Linked DNA regions of Sus scrofa: all the other regions are linked to region 1. The links are chromatin contacts, called in public Hi-C and HiChIP or PLAC-seq maps. All regions are on one chromosome and are shown on one strand. Each heading gives the region's core, a stretch centred on a gene start, on an enhancer-like site or on the middle of the called end of the contact. The rest is flanking DNA. Distances are from core to core; before and after follow the strand shown. Region 1 holds the start of RPN1 (ribophorin I). Region 2 holds the start of GP9 (glycoprotein IX platelet). Region 3 holds the start of EEFSEC (selenocysteine-specific elongation factor). Region 4 holds the start of RAB43 (ras-related protein Rab-43). Region 5 holds the start of LOC102162880 (pre-mRNA-splicing factor ISY1 homolog).

The links. Hi-C and Micro-C count contacts between places; a contact is called where the count stands out from the background. HiChIP or PLAC-seq counts read pairs in DNA pulled down with a chosen protein or histone mark.
Region 2: an H3K27ac HiChIP or PLAC-seq map of alveolar macrophages shows a contact between it and region 1. The contact joins the promoter of GP9 here to the promoter of RPN1 in region 1. A contact is called at or near these places in 1 of 5 promoter capture datasets (fetal liver) and 1 of 2 datasets of contacts at active chromatin or transcription factors (alveolar macrophages).
Region 3: an H3K27ac HiChIP or PLAC-seq map of alveolar macrophages shows a contact between it and region 1. The contact joins the promoter of EEFSEC here to the promoter of RPN1 in region 1. A contact is called at or near these places in 1 of 5 promoter capture datasets (fetal liver) and 1 of 2 datasets of contacts at active chromatin or transcription factors (alveolar macrophages).
Region 4: a Hi-C map of embryonic fibroblasts shows a contact between it and region 1, with 2.1 times the contacts expected there. The contact joins the promoter of RAB43 here to the promoter of RPN1 in region 1. A contact is called at or near these places in 2 of 5 promoter capture datasets (fetal liver and liver), 2 of 47 Hi-C or Micro-C datasets (embryonic fibroblasts and liver) and 1 of 2 datasets of contacts at active chromatin or transcription factors (alveolar macrophages).
Region 5: a Hi-C map of skeletal muscle shows a contact between it and region 1, with 6 times the contacts expected there. The contact joins the promoter of LOC102162880 here to the promoter of RPN1 in region 1. A contact is called at or near these places in 2 of 5 promoter capture datasets (fetal liver and liver), 4 of 47 Hi-C or Micro-C datasets (heart right ventricle, liver, mesenteric adipose tissue and 1 more) and 1 of 2 datasets of contacts at active chromatin or transcription factors (alveolar macrophages).

Annotation. Positions count from the first base shown.
Region 1 is chr13:71,891,296-71,893,869 of Sscrofa11.1, reverse strand. RPN1 (ribophorin I) reads right to left here and starts at 1,270. Exons shown (of 10, transcript NM_214333.1): 1 at 999-1,270. The coding sequence starts at 1,262.
Region 2 is chr13:71,559,831-71,562,404 of Sscrofa11.1, reverse strand. GP9 (glycoprotein IX platelet) reads right to left here and starts at 1,297. Exons shown (of 1, transcript NM_001141989.1): 1 at 776-1,297. The coding sequence starts at 1,297. The coding sequence ends at 776.
Region 3 is chr13:72,195,053-72,197,626 of Sscrofa11.1, reverse strand. It overlaps EEFSEC (selenocysteine-specific elongation factor), which reads left to right and starts at 1,282. Exons shown (of 7, transcript XM_021069440.1): 1 at 1,282-2,044. The coding sequence starts at 1,750. It overlaps RUVBL1 (ruvB-like 1), which reads right to left and starts at 1,408. Exons shown (of 11, transcript XM_021069443.1): 1 at 1,279-1,408.
Region 4 is chr13:71,595,016-71,597,589 of Sscrofa11.1, reverse strand. It overlaps RAB43 (ras-related protein Rab-43), which reads left to right and starts at 1,272. Exons shown (of 3, transcript XM_021069416.1): 1 at 1,272-1,618. The coding sequence starts at 1,421.
Region 5 is chr13:71,621,558-71,624,131 of Sscrofa11.1, reverse strand. LOC102162880 (pre-mRNA-splicing factor ISY1 homolog) reads left to right here and starts at 1,297. Exons shown (of 12, transcript XM_021069415.1): 1 at 1,297-1,318; 2 at 1,429-1,543. The coding sequence starts at 1,541.

The DNA.
Region 1 (2,574 bases), core at 21-2,520:
CAGAAGAGACAACATGAGACAGTGAAGAACATACAGAGTCTTAAACCAAAGCTCAACTCTTTGTTCGAAGACCTCACATAGTGGGTTATACAGCTTCCCCTCCCAGACTTCAGACTCCTCAGGTGCACTAACAGTATACCTCAAAGGGCTACCATGAGAGTTAAATGAGGATGTACTTAAAATATCTACCATAGTACCTGACATAAAGTCTCAATAAGGCACCAGTACAATAACCCAGCCTGTAAGACTCTCCAGCATGAAGGCCAGATAGTAATCCTGTGGCAACCTCACTAAATCAGCACTAGCTTTTATAAAAGAATGCGATTGAACCTTCAAAACATTCAAATGAAGTTTTAATCTTTCCACAAACCTTTAAGCAAAACTGTGTTTCAAATTTTAGACAAGGCATGAAAGGTACAGGAGTCATTTCAGAAGCATAATCTCTGTAAAGGTAGCTTTGTATCTCCAAACTCAGTCAGACAGAGGCGTGCTTGGAAGAAACACGACACTGTAATGACTATTCTCCCAACCAATAACTGGGTAATGACTTAATGGCTGCTATTTAATGAAAGCAGTAATAAAAAGCAAACCTCTGCATAGGTATATTCTCTCTATTCCCAAAGCCAACAGCTTCCTCAAGAGGCGTGAAACTGATTAGGCAAACTTGGGAGCCATTTACTGCTTCAGCGTGAGAATGACAACCGGTCTAGGGGGAGAGAACCGGACTTCACTTTCTGTACTGTATTACTTGTATGACTCTTTCAACTAAAAGAAATAAACCCTTTAAAGAGTTAAATCGCGACCAAAAGAAATGCGTTACATTAACAACGGTTTCAAACGATTCAGACGTGAAGCAGGGGACATGCTGCTCCATTTCCGATCGCACTGGACAGAGTCCACCCTCGCTCGCCAATCGCGCTCCGGCCCGGCCAGCAGCACCCCAAGCCCCGCCCGCCGGCCTGTGCTGACGTGTCCCCGCCGCCTCGGCCCCAGCTCACCTGCACGCCGAGGTGCGCCAAGCGGGCCTCCAGCTCGGGCTCCAGGGCTAGTAGGAAGGAGGCGGCGCGGGGCGAGGAGCTGCTGCCCGCGTGCGCCAGGACCACCTCGGCCGTCACCTTAGCCAGGTGGCTGCTCAGATCCACCGTGCGCTTCACGTCCTCGTTGACCAGCGGCAGCGCCTCGGGGGAGGCGCGGCCCGGCGCCGGGGCCCAGGCCCAGAGCAACAGCAGCAGCGGTAGCAGGCAGACTGCGGGCGCCTCCATGGCCGGGATGGAGCTGAGCCTCAGGCCGCCCGCCAGCCCGCCCCTGCGCCCCGCCTCCGCCACGACGCAGTTGACCATTGGGTCCGCCAGCATCCCAAGATGGCGGCGCCCAGGGCTGAGGACCCCCTTCTCCAGGGCAACAGGCGACCCGCCGGGCGCCTGCCTGCGCGCGCACTCCCGATCTATTCTCGCGGGAAGGAGCCCTGGCACTCCGCCTCTCCCGCCACCCTCCGACTCCCCACCGAGACGGTGGCTTTTCTGCTTCCTGATGGGGTAGAATATAGCCCTAACGGAGAACGTAAAAGCTTTAGCAAAAATTTAAGCAGAAACAGGACATCTGCACAGTCTCAAAGTATCTCCCCTACAATACTTAGTAATTACAAAGGGGTAAATAGTAAATTGATATTCCAGAATCCTGGCAGACACCACCTTGACCAAGGTTAACATCACCGACCGAAGGACGTAGTGACGTCACGTACCACACCCAGAAGGGCACCTCACTCCTGCGATACTGCCCACAGAACTGAAAATGCACCTCAGGGAGACCACAAGAAACATAGGACAAACCAAAAGCACCTTGTCTTTATCCCAGTGACGCCCGTTTCCGACTTCTATCCTAGGAAACTATAGATTTAAGTTGGTGTTATTTTAAGCCACTGAGTTTGCAGTAATTTGTTACAGCATCAATAAGGAACTTATACAGAAGTTTTGCTCTGCTGGGCAGGGACGTTGTCTAGACTGTTCGTCCCAGGACCTCAGCATGTGGGGCATAGTGACCAGTTAGCACTGATTGGATGAATAAATGAATTTTTTATTATAAATGCTATTTACCCCTACTGTATAGATGAGTAAACACACAACAAAGTCAGTAAATGTCAGGTTGTTTGGAAACCTAGACTGACCCTGAACTGGAGCTCTTTGGACTACTCCAGGCTGTTGAATAAAACCCCAGATTTTCACAGACAAAAAGAAGCATTAGCTATCCCAATACGATCCTTATTTTCTGAAAGTGAAATACAAGTCCAGGGAGGGTAATTTATCCAAAGATACACAGCTATTTAAGAGCAAAGCTGGGGCTAGAAACCTGATTTCCTAACTCCCCATCACCCATGCCAGGATGGATAGTGTCAAACATCTAACAGTCACTATTAAAATGCTGTACAAGGAAGTTGTTTTGGCAATAGCCAGGTGCAAATCTAGGGCCATCCACCAAACCTGAAATGAATGAACCATTTTGATTTTTTTCCACTAAGTGACAATTGTACAGCAAAGACATGCCTCAAGTGTTGTGGCATGGTTTTTGTTTGTTTGT
Region 2 (2,574 bases), core at 48-2,547, 330 kb after region 1:
TATAATTGATTTGGTTGTTATCTGATATGGTGGAGAAAAGTATTACTGAACTGCTGGCACCAGATTCTTCTCTCTTGTTTGGAGATTTGGGTGACTTTTTTTGGGGGTAGGGGAGAGCTCAGACCTTGAGGGTGTCTGACCCTAGCACGAAGACGGGGGGCTGCTTCCACAGGAAAGGGAGGAATTTGTTGTTTTGTTTCTGGGGAAGAGTGCAGAGGAGGAAAAGGAGAGAGAGAGAGAGCAGAAGATGACAAAAGATGGGGTGCCCTCATGGACAGAACAGAGAGTCAAAGGCCATTTGGGAAACAGTGATGTGCCTTCCAAGGCCTGTCTGTCACAGAGACAGGTATAGCCCCTCGCCTTCCACTTGGGGTCCATGCGTCCTCTCTGCTCACTGCTGTGTCTGAAGACAAGGTTTCCTGGAGCTTGGAGAGGGGCTGGATGTTGACGGGAGGTTGGTCTGGGCTGCGAGAGGCCATGTAGGAAGCAGATGCTGTCCCTTTGAGAGGGTATCCCAGGACCCAGTCTCCCAGGACCCGCAGGCGCAGGGGAAGGGCTAGGGGTGTCGAGAGATTGTGGAACTGCAGGTGCCTGGAGAGGGGCGTGGAGGTGGGACAAATCATGGCACTAGGAACTTGGAGCGGGTGCACAACAGAGAAGCCCCAACTGAGGGACGCTGGTTTCCAGAAGGAGCCAGGCTCCGGTACTAATGGGAAACCCATCTCTGAGCTGCCGGTTTATTTTGGGCTCCGGGGGCGGTAGCACCGCCCAGGGCCTAGACGGTGCACAGCAGGCCCGCCAGCAGAGCCAGGCCCAGCGCGGCCACGACGGCCAGCGCCACGTCCAACCACGGCCCACCCGGGGACGCCCAGGACGCCCGGAGACTCCAGCCGCAGGCTCCCAGCTCTGAGCCGCTGAGCTGGCTGAGCGCGCGGCCGGAGGCGTGGCCGGGGCTCGCACAGCGCACGCGCGGCAGCTCCCCCGGGGCGCGGTCCTGCAGCCAGAGGCGCAAGTACGTGAGGCCGCAGTCGCAGTGCCAGGGGTTGTTCGCCAGTTGGAGGGTCTGCAGCTGGAGCATGTGGTCGAAGGCGCCGGGCGGCACGGAGCGCAGGCTGTTGTTGGCCAGCAGGAGGTGGCGCGTGTGGGCCGGCAGGGCGGGCAGGGCCGCGAGTCCCCGGCTCTGGCAGTCCACCTCCAGCCCCATGGTGCCCAGGGTGCGGCAGCTACAGGCGGCCGGGCAGTCCTCGGCCGCCTGAACGGCCGTCCAGAGCAGCAACAGAGCCGCCCACGCCGGCATCGGGCAGGTGGGCTGCGGGGACAACTGGTAGTGAGATGGGGTGGTAGTACTGGGGCCTGCACCCTATCCTGAGGATCCGTGGGACCCGACCGGACAAAGGACCACTCACCTCCCTCTCAGGCCTCGGCTTCTCCTCCGGGAGGTGGGCGGTGGGGACAGGGAAGTGAAGCACGACGACCCAGGCCAGCTGATCCTCCCCGGAAGCTCAGAAGGCAGGACGCTCAGCTGTGTTGGGGGCAGGGGGTGGGGCTTAGTCCCTTCTTGGGACAGGGGAGGGCCCTGCTGTCCCCTAGCAGAGACCCCAACCCCTGCTCAGGGTTGGGGGGAGCAGATGCCTGCTAAATGATCAGAGCCCTGGCCCTAGCCTCTGCCCCCAGAGCCTGGGAAGGGTCTGAAGAGGGTCTCCCAGACTGTGCCCAGTCCCCACCCCCAGCGCCTAAGTCAGGGTCTGGCAGATGGTGTTCATGCCACAGACCACACAGCTTGGCCAGGGCAGAGAGTTCACATGGTCCCTGGTGTAGACAGTCGCTGGGTGAGGATGTGGAAAGGACATAGGGATGGGTACCCAGAAGAGGCTCCACCTGGAAAGCAAGGCTCTCCCTTAAGTTGGAAATCTGAGGCCCAGAGAGGGAGAGTGACTTGTGCATGGCTGCCCAGAGACCAAGCACTCAATCTCAAGAGCCTGGCTCTGCCAGGTTCACTGCCTTTCCTCTGGGACTCAGTGGGGGCTGTTTCCCCTGCTGCAGACAAACTCCCCCTCCAGGGCCTGGCTCGGGGCAGGCTTCCAATGAGTTGGTTGAATAAACTAATCAATCTCGTCACAGAGCAAATACCCCCCACTCCCATCCTCTCTAGGGGAATGAAGGAGGGACAGAGGCTGGACTTGCCTGCTGGCTTCCTTCCTGCAGGACCTGGATCTGCTCCCCGCCTCCCACCCCTGGGAGGCCCTACCATGTAGGAGGTGGTGCTGGGAGATGAGGGCCACTTACCTGGCAGGCCTGCTGTTGGGCACCCCTTTCTGTGTCCTGAACTATTCTGGCTGAGGGTGCAGTGGCTGCTCTATGTGGTGCAGCAGATGGTGGCTCCTGCCTGAGTGGGAGGAAGGAAATGATGAAAATAGCCTGGCTTATCCAGCATGCAGCCCCGGAGGGCCTATCTCCAGGAGCTGGTCCTGAGGCGTCCTGGGGCCTTGTGCACAGAACCACAGGTCAGCCCCCATTTACGGAGGCGGGGGTCCCACTGTACATCCCACTGTACCCCATTGCCTCCATGAGTCT
Region 3 (2,574 bases), core at 33-2,532, 300 kb before region 1:
GAGGATGTGTGGAGGAAGGTACATAGTTAACACAATCACTGGCAAGGTAGATACCCTCAGAGAAAAGAGAAATTTCCATTTCACTCCTAAAAGAATCTTTAAAGCCAAAACTCAAATCAAAGAGCAAAGTATAATAACTTCCTCTGGGAAAATTTATAATTAATCCTGGATTAATTGGCCTTAATGAAGTTGAATTAATTACTAGCTGTTTGTAAAGAACTTTGAACTACTTTAGTACAAAATGGCATTAAAGAAACAGAAAGGAACATTAAGTACAAATCCCAAATAATCATAGTTCTGCAGGCAGTTCCCTGTCAATCATTTCTCAGTGCCTGGGGTCCAGGTTTACAATCCAGGCTGCGACCCAGGAGTCTGCTGCAGAGGAGAGTGTCTTTGTGGGCTGGAGGTTCAGGGGTGGGTCCACTCAAGAAACAGTTATGGAGCCTTTGCATGTACCAGGCTGAGGGCAAGCAAAGACATGTAAGGGGTCCTCAGTGGGCTAGGACGGGTAGAGTGCCAGAGCACCAGCCTGATCTAAAGCAAACTTGCCTCACTGGGATAGAAGCCAGGATAGAGACAAAGGACACAGGAGGGGCTTGATGTGACCTGCATTTTGCTGGCAAAAGTGCCCCAGTTCCTACAGGGCATTCCCCTGCAACCTTGGAGTGAGCTTATGACTCACACCTGCCCAGCCAGGCTCTCTATTTCTCTGCTTGGTGCAGGGGCACAGCCAACCCCAACTACAGTCTTCATCTGGCTGAGTTTCAGACAACCCAGAGTTGCCATCTCCTTGGCACTTGTGGAGACAGGGCTGGACTCAACGGGAGGCTCATGCCCAGGTTGCTGCTGGGGTAGGACCTGGCTTGGAGCCAGCGGCTATGGGAGGTGGAGGCAGGAAGACCCACCTGGTGTTAAAGCCCCAGCCCTGCTGCTGGCCAGCGCTTAGGTATAAGTCAGGGCAGGTAGACAGCCCCAAGTCTCATGGCTCAACAAAGCATGTGTTCCTCAGATTTCATATGGAAACGCTCTCTCCTCTCGGAAATCGAGAAGATGAGGCAATGTTCAGCTCGCATTCTCGCCCACTTTCCCTTGGCTGAAGCTGAGCAGGGGCTCCCGGGTCTACACAGGACATAGCCTGCTGACGCCTCTCCTGTGAGGCACCTGCCTGGCCAGTGCAAGCATTTAAAGCTGTGATCCCTGTTGCTGACGGGGAGACACTTTTTATGGATAACACTTGAAAAGCGTGAGATTCGTGGGCTCTCCCCCGCGCGCACGCACCTTACACACGGCCTGGAGCTGTGCGGGACGCCATTGACCCGGGTGCGTGTTGCCGCGTCGGGAAAACAGCCGTCCTTTCCCGGCGGCCCTCCCCAGTTTTTTCCACGCGGGCTCTTCTGAGCCGCGCGCCTCAGCTTCGCCACCAGCCGCCTCCCCGGCTCCAGTCCTGCCGCCTGGGCTCTACTTTCCCGGGGGCTTCTCGTGCGAGCAGCGGTCGGTTCGGCTTTCGGTCCCTGTTTGTCGCCCCCCACCCCCGCCCACGTGGTGCGGGGAGAGCGCCGTCCCCGCGAGGCCCTGAGAATGAACGAGTGGAAGTGAGACCGCGGAGACTGAGCGAGAGGCGGACGGCGCCTCAAGCTCTGGGCTCCCCGGCTTCGGGCGGCGGACGGCGGGCGGAAGCTTCGGCGCCGGAACATACGAGCGGGGCGCGGGCGGCGGGGGTCGGCTTAGCTGGCGGACCGCGGCGGCGGCATGGCGGGCCGGCGGGTGAACGTGAACGTGGGCGTCCTGGGCCACATTGACAGCGGCAAGACCGCGCTGGCGCGAGCGCTCAGCACAACAGCCTCCACCGCGGCCTTCGACAAGCAGCCGCAGAGCCGCGAGCGCGGCATCACGCTCGACCTGGGCTTCTCGTGCTTCTCGGTGCCACTGCCCGAGCGCCTGAGGCCGGCGCCGCCGGGGACCGAGCCCGAGTCCGGGGCCGAGCTGCAGATCACGCTGGTCGACTGCCCCGGGCACGCCTCCCTCATCCGGACCATCATCGGCGGTGAGCACAGACGGCGGGGGCGCCTTGCCGGGCGGGGGGCGCGGCGCGGGAGCCCCTCGCACCACCCCAGCAGGAGGGGCCTCTCTAGAAACAGCGAAAGTGTTTCGTTTGTACCACATGTGTTTGTAATACACGCACGAGTTAGGGCAACTCAGGACCACAGAAAGTGCCCAGAAGGTCTCCATTCACTGCCCCCAGTCTCCTGCTTTCCCGGTCTGGGTGCCAGTCTTAGGGACTCCGTGTGAAGACAGGCAGGCCCGTGTATAAGTCAACCCCTCCTCTTGTTCTTATTTATTTTTTTTAACAGAATAGTTAACACCACTTACACTGTTTCACTCAATACTCGGGGTATCTTATCTGTACATATAAAGAGACATCATTCTTTTTAAAGGTCACATGAATTTCCATTGTACACTTGTACCATCTTTTTCTTAATCTTTTAAAAATTTTTTTATTTTTTCCATTATAACTGGTTTACAGTGTTCTGTCAATTTTCTACTGTACGCAAGGTGACCCAGTTACACATACAT
Region 4 (2,574 bases), core at 23-2,522, 300 kb after region 1:
CAATCTTTTTTTTTTTTTTTTTTTGTCTTTTGAGGGCCACACCCGCGGCACAAGGAGATTCCCAGGCTAGGGGTCTAATCGGAGCTGTTGCTGCCAGCCACAACCACAGCCACAGCAACGCCAGGTCCAAGCCGCATCTGCAACCTACGCCACAACTCACAGCAACACTGGGTCCTTAACCCACTGAACGAGGCCAGGGATTGAACCAGCAACCTCATGGTTCCTAGTCGGATTTGTTTCTGATGAGCCAGGACAGGAACTCCTCAGGACAATCTTTGATGCTTATCAGGTGGGTCAGTTCCCCCTAGGCCTGTGTCCCCATCCTGAGATGTTTGGGCAGCTCCCTCTACCACTGTGGGCTGCCTTTTGGGCTTGGGATCCCCCACCTCCTCCTGGCCTAGCCTCCCACGAAATGGGTCTCCCACTTCCACTCTCCCAGAAACCTGGCTGGGGTGGGGGTGTCACCTTGAGCACATAGCCCTCAGGCCCCTTCCCCACAAGGATTCTGGCCCAGTTTTGTAGCCAGCTTAGTTTTTGGCCTCACCGAAGCCTTCTTTGTCTCCTTTTCCTTATTCAACATGGGAAAATGCCACCACTTATGGCATCCTCTGTTGGAGGGGATCCCTGTCGGTGCTATTGGTGTGAGCACTGGCTGTCCCTTCCCCAGAGATCCATCCTAGAAGAGGCCATTTTGCGTCCAAGGGCTAGGTTAACGTGTCTCAGAGACCTCACCTTCCCTCGAGTTCGCTCCTGAATGTAGGTCTGGGAGAGCTCAGGTAGGAGAGGCCAGGCAGGTAGGGGAGCCCAGCTATGGGCCAGGTCTCGGGAGCGGGAGGCATACAAAGTCTGTGGGCGCTAGGCGGGTGCAGGGAGTGGTGCTACTGGAGGAGTTGGGCTGTGAGCGGGATTAAGGGCGGAGCCGAGAAGTGCTAACCCGCTGAGGGCATCCCCGAGGGCTCATTGGCAATGGGGGCGGGACCGAGAGCCGGGATTGGGGAGGGGTCTTGCCGGGGTAAGGGTGAGGGGGGGTTCTGAAATGGATTCTGATTGGGTCTTGTCTGAGGGCGGAGTCTCATTGGAGGCGGTCCTGAGAGGCAGTACTGAGGCTGCAGTACGGATGGGGGCGGGGTCTGATGGCAGGCGGTCTGGGGGCGGAGTCCGGAAGGGGCGTGTCCTGGGCAGTACCCAAAGCGGCCCTGAGATCCGGATTGGCCTGTCGCTAAGTAGAGGGCTGGACCAGGCGAGTCCGGGGCGGAACCGCGGCTGCGGGGCGGGGCAGGTGGGGCGGGCCCGGGCATAGCGGGCGGTGGCGTCCCTTCTCCAGGTGTTGCGGCGCTTCCACGTCGCCAGGCGGTCCGCGGCTTGCGTGAGCCCAGGCCGCCCCAGCGTCCAGAGTGCCGGCCCTTGGGCTCCCGAGGCCATGGCGGGGCCGGGCCCTGGGGACCCGGACGAGCAGTACGATTTCCTGTTCAAGCTGGTGCTGGTGGGCGACGCGAGCGTAGGCAAGACGTGCGTAGTGCAGCGCTTCAAGACCGGCGCCTTCTCGGAGCGCCAGGGCAGCACCATCGGCGTGGACTTCACCATGAAGACGCTGGAGATCCAGGGCCAGCGGGTCAAGGTGGGAGTCCCGGCCTGGGCCGCCGTGCAGCCGGGCCCCGGGGCACTAGGGACGTCAGGACCCTGGAGGGTCCCCTCCGTGGGGCGGGGGCCGCGGCTAGTTCCCCGACTGCTCTGCAGCGGCCAGCGCCCCCGCTAGCCCCCTCCCCGTCCTCGCGTCCGAGCAGGCCTGGGCCTTGGCTTCCGTGCGCACAGCGCCCGCCTCGGGGTGCGTGGGTGCGTGCGCTGGGGGGAGTGCGGAGGGGGAGGCCCTGCCCTCCAGAGCTGCACGCCGGGGGGACTTTGCTCCAAAATAGCTTATCCAGCGCCGGCAGGCGGAGCGCCTAGGGCACCGGCACAAGGGGGGGCTCCTGGCCGTCCTGGCCCTGCCCCACCACGATCGGAGTCTCCAATTCGGCCCTCGGGTGGGGACCCTAGGCAGAAGGGGACACCCCCCCTCCACGACTAGGCGGGACCAGGAAGTAGTTGCTTGTAGGGCCGGAGGGCCAAAACTTTTTGTCAGAATTTCCGGCCTGGCCACGCCTCCCTGCAGTCTCTTTGTGGACCTGGTGGTGGAACTTTACTCGGCCTGGGCCAGCCTGGGTCCCCTCCCCCAGCTCAGCTCGTAGGAACTGAAAACTTCACTAGACACCGGAAGGTGGGGGAGAGGACCGAGCGCTGGCAATGGCTCCGCACAGAAACAGCGAGATGTAGCTGTCTCAGTATCCTAGCAATTGTTTGATAACTAACATTGGTGATTAATGAATCAGTTTCTTCACCTGGGTGCCAGCCTTCCTAGTAGAGCAAGAGACTATATTGTTCTTGCTCCGTAACTTGACTTAACTGCGCTGCTCGGAAATCCTTTCCTTTCTCTCAAGGTTTTGAGTTCCCACTTCCCCAGCCAGCGCCTAAGAGCCCTGGACAGGGACTGCACAGGGCAAGTGTCTCTCCTGTTATCTCCGTGTTTTCGAGTTGAGC
Region 5 (2,574 bases), core at 48-2,547, 270 kb after region 1:
CTGATTTGACCCCTAGACTGGGAACTTCTTTTGTGGAGGGTGTGGCCCTAAAAAGACAAAAAACAGCAGCAGGATGAGCAGAGGAAGGACTTTAGCAGACTGGCAAGATAAATGGATCAGCATGCTGTTTCAAGTACCAGGAAGTCAGACTCTCACTGATTTCAACACTAAAGGGAATTTACTGGTTTACACAACTGAAGATTGAGTAGTGGGCTCCAGGTAAAGCCTGAAATCTTTCAGCAACTCAATGACTTCCACGTACTAAGGACTGTCTGCCCTTGGAGTCTGAAAGTGGCTGTCAGCTAGGGAAGGACCATCCAAATGATCACAATACTTCATTTCTGAGTTCAAGGTGGCTGTTCCCATAGTCACCAGAGAAGGAACGTGGGTACTTTGCATGGTACCGCCTAAGCGACACACATTCCTTTCATTCAATTCCCACTGGCCATTATTTATTAGCAGACTCATATCTAGCTGCTGCGGAGGTGCGACGGCCATAGCCCCTCCTAAACGTTCACGGAGAATACTGGTCATAGTTCAGGCCTGACCCTGGTGCCCATTCCCAGTACGTGTCCGTCCTGCCTGATGTGGTGCTTCCTGACTGCGGCCGGTGTGCCAGTGGCAGAAGTAACCGCGGCGAAGCACCGTGCTTGCAAAGGGCCAGCCGCTGTAAGTGGCTGAAGTAGCCACCAGCCCTCGCCTGAATTCCACACCACAGTTCACTGCAACACTGACACCCTGTGGGAGGAGCCAGCAGAACCATCCGGATCGTGGCCTCTCCCCTGCCTTCCCGGTCCTTGACTAAGGACCTTCCGATCCCAGCAATGTGCCCAGCACACACCTACCGACTTCCCCTCTGCGGGCAGTGATACACCACCTCTCTCATCAGCCTCCTCCAGTAAGTGCGTTTTTCTTCCTTGGACCTTACATTTCTATTTTAAAAGAAAGTGACCTCAAGCACTGGTCCAGCTCTGACCCCGCGATTCCAGGAGAAAATCTCAGAAAAAGCATAGGCCCCATGTAAATGCCAGAGAGGCGGGCAGGAGTTGACGAGGCCCGCACACGGTGTGTCTGTTCTTTCAGAATCAGACAGGGTCCGCGGGACGCGTAACTACTGCGGCGTTCGAAAGCCCGCACCTCCTTAGACGCAAATGCAGAGCGAGATCCGAAGTTGCAGCAGTTACTGCTAGAAATCTCGCGTTTTATCGCGAGAGCAAAGCCAGTGGACCAGCCACGTCAGTCACATTGCGCAAGCGCAGTTCTGCCAACGTCCTTTTTTTTTTGTACGTGCGCTTTGGTGCGCCGTCCAAACGCCATGGTGAGGCTGTCTAGGGGAATGCGCGTTCATTTCCTCCCCCTCCCCAGGCCAATTCTCCGTTTTGCTTCCGGTCGCTCACTTCCGGTCCTTTCCATTTTTCCGTCCGATAGAGAAACTGGTGGTGCTTTCAACTAAAGTCCGGTTCCTATTAGCCGCGCGTCGGGAGGTGAATCTACGTGGGTTGGGGCCGCTGGGCCCAAGGGCGGCGCTCTCTCTCGCATCATGGTGAGTAGGGTTGGGAGTAAGGGGAGAGAGCGGTAGGCCGTGAGGGTGCCCGGCCTGGGGCTCTCCGGCGGCCCGCCTGCGTCCTCCAGCTCCGCGGCTGTGACGCGGGGAGTCCCTTCCCGTCTCGTCTTCGCTCACAAGTTGGGGGAAACTGGACCTCGGCAACCGCCCTGTCGTCCGCAGCCGGTGTGGAGCGCTGTAGTTACTCATCGGGAAAACCGAGGCTGGGCAGGCGCCAGGCCGGCCCCACGCCGTTTGCTGTGTGTCTCCCCCGACTGGATAGACACTCGCAGAGCACAGGGTCTTTCACCGTAGCTTAGTTAACGTCTCACTCGGTGCCTTGGCGCGTCGTCTGCGCCCAGGAACGGAAAGAGTGCTACATAGTGTCGTTGCAGGAGGTTGTGAATCCTTAGGGCAAAAGCAGCCGTTTCTGTTCCCCAGGCTTTGGACGATATGTCCCGTACTGCTGCTTCCTGCTGGCCGGCTCAGCCTCGAGCTTCGTTTCTGAACTCTGACAAGCCTGGGGCATTCCCGCTCTCCTTTCCCTAGCCCGGGAGAAGGATCCCTGGGCCTGGATGTTTCTGGCTTCAGGAGTGGTTGGGTATTTTCTGTAACTGCCCTCATCATACCTTCACATTTGCGGTTGTACAAGCCCTCATCACATCATACATTGTTTTGAGGTGGAAGTTCCTATGAGTTCCCGTAAAAGCAAGAACCATGACCAAAATTCTAGTACCCAGCATGCTGTTTTTTAAGCATGGAGTCATTGTGGAGAAACACTGAATTAAATACTTAGAATGTGTAGGCTTTGATGACTAATTAAGGTGAGGACAGCCTCAGCCTTCAAGATGATGGCTTCTCCTGGGACAGCCTCTCAGTTTTATCCCTTAGTAGATATGTGTTCACTTTTATATATAAGCATTTGCCAAATTTGTTTCTCTGTCCCGTGAAAAAGAGGGTCAGAAAGATTTAAATCGATCTCACTTTTGCTGAGCATCTACAAACTGCATGCCGGGGAGTTCTCATTGTGA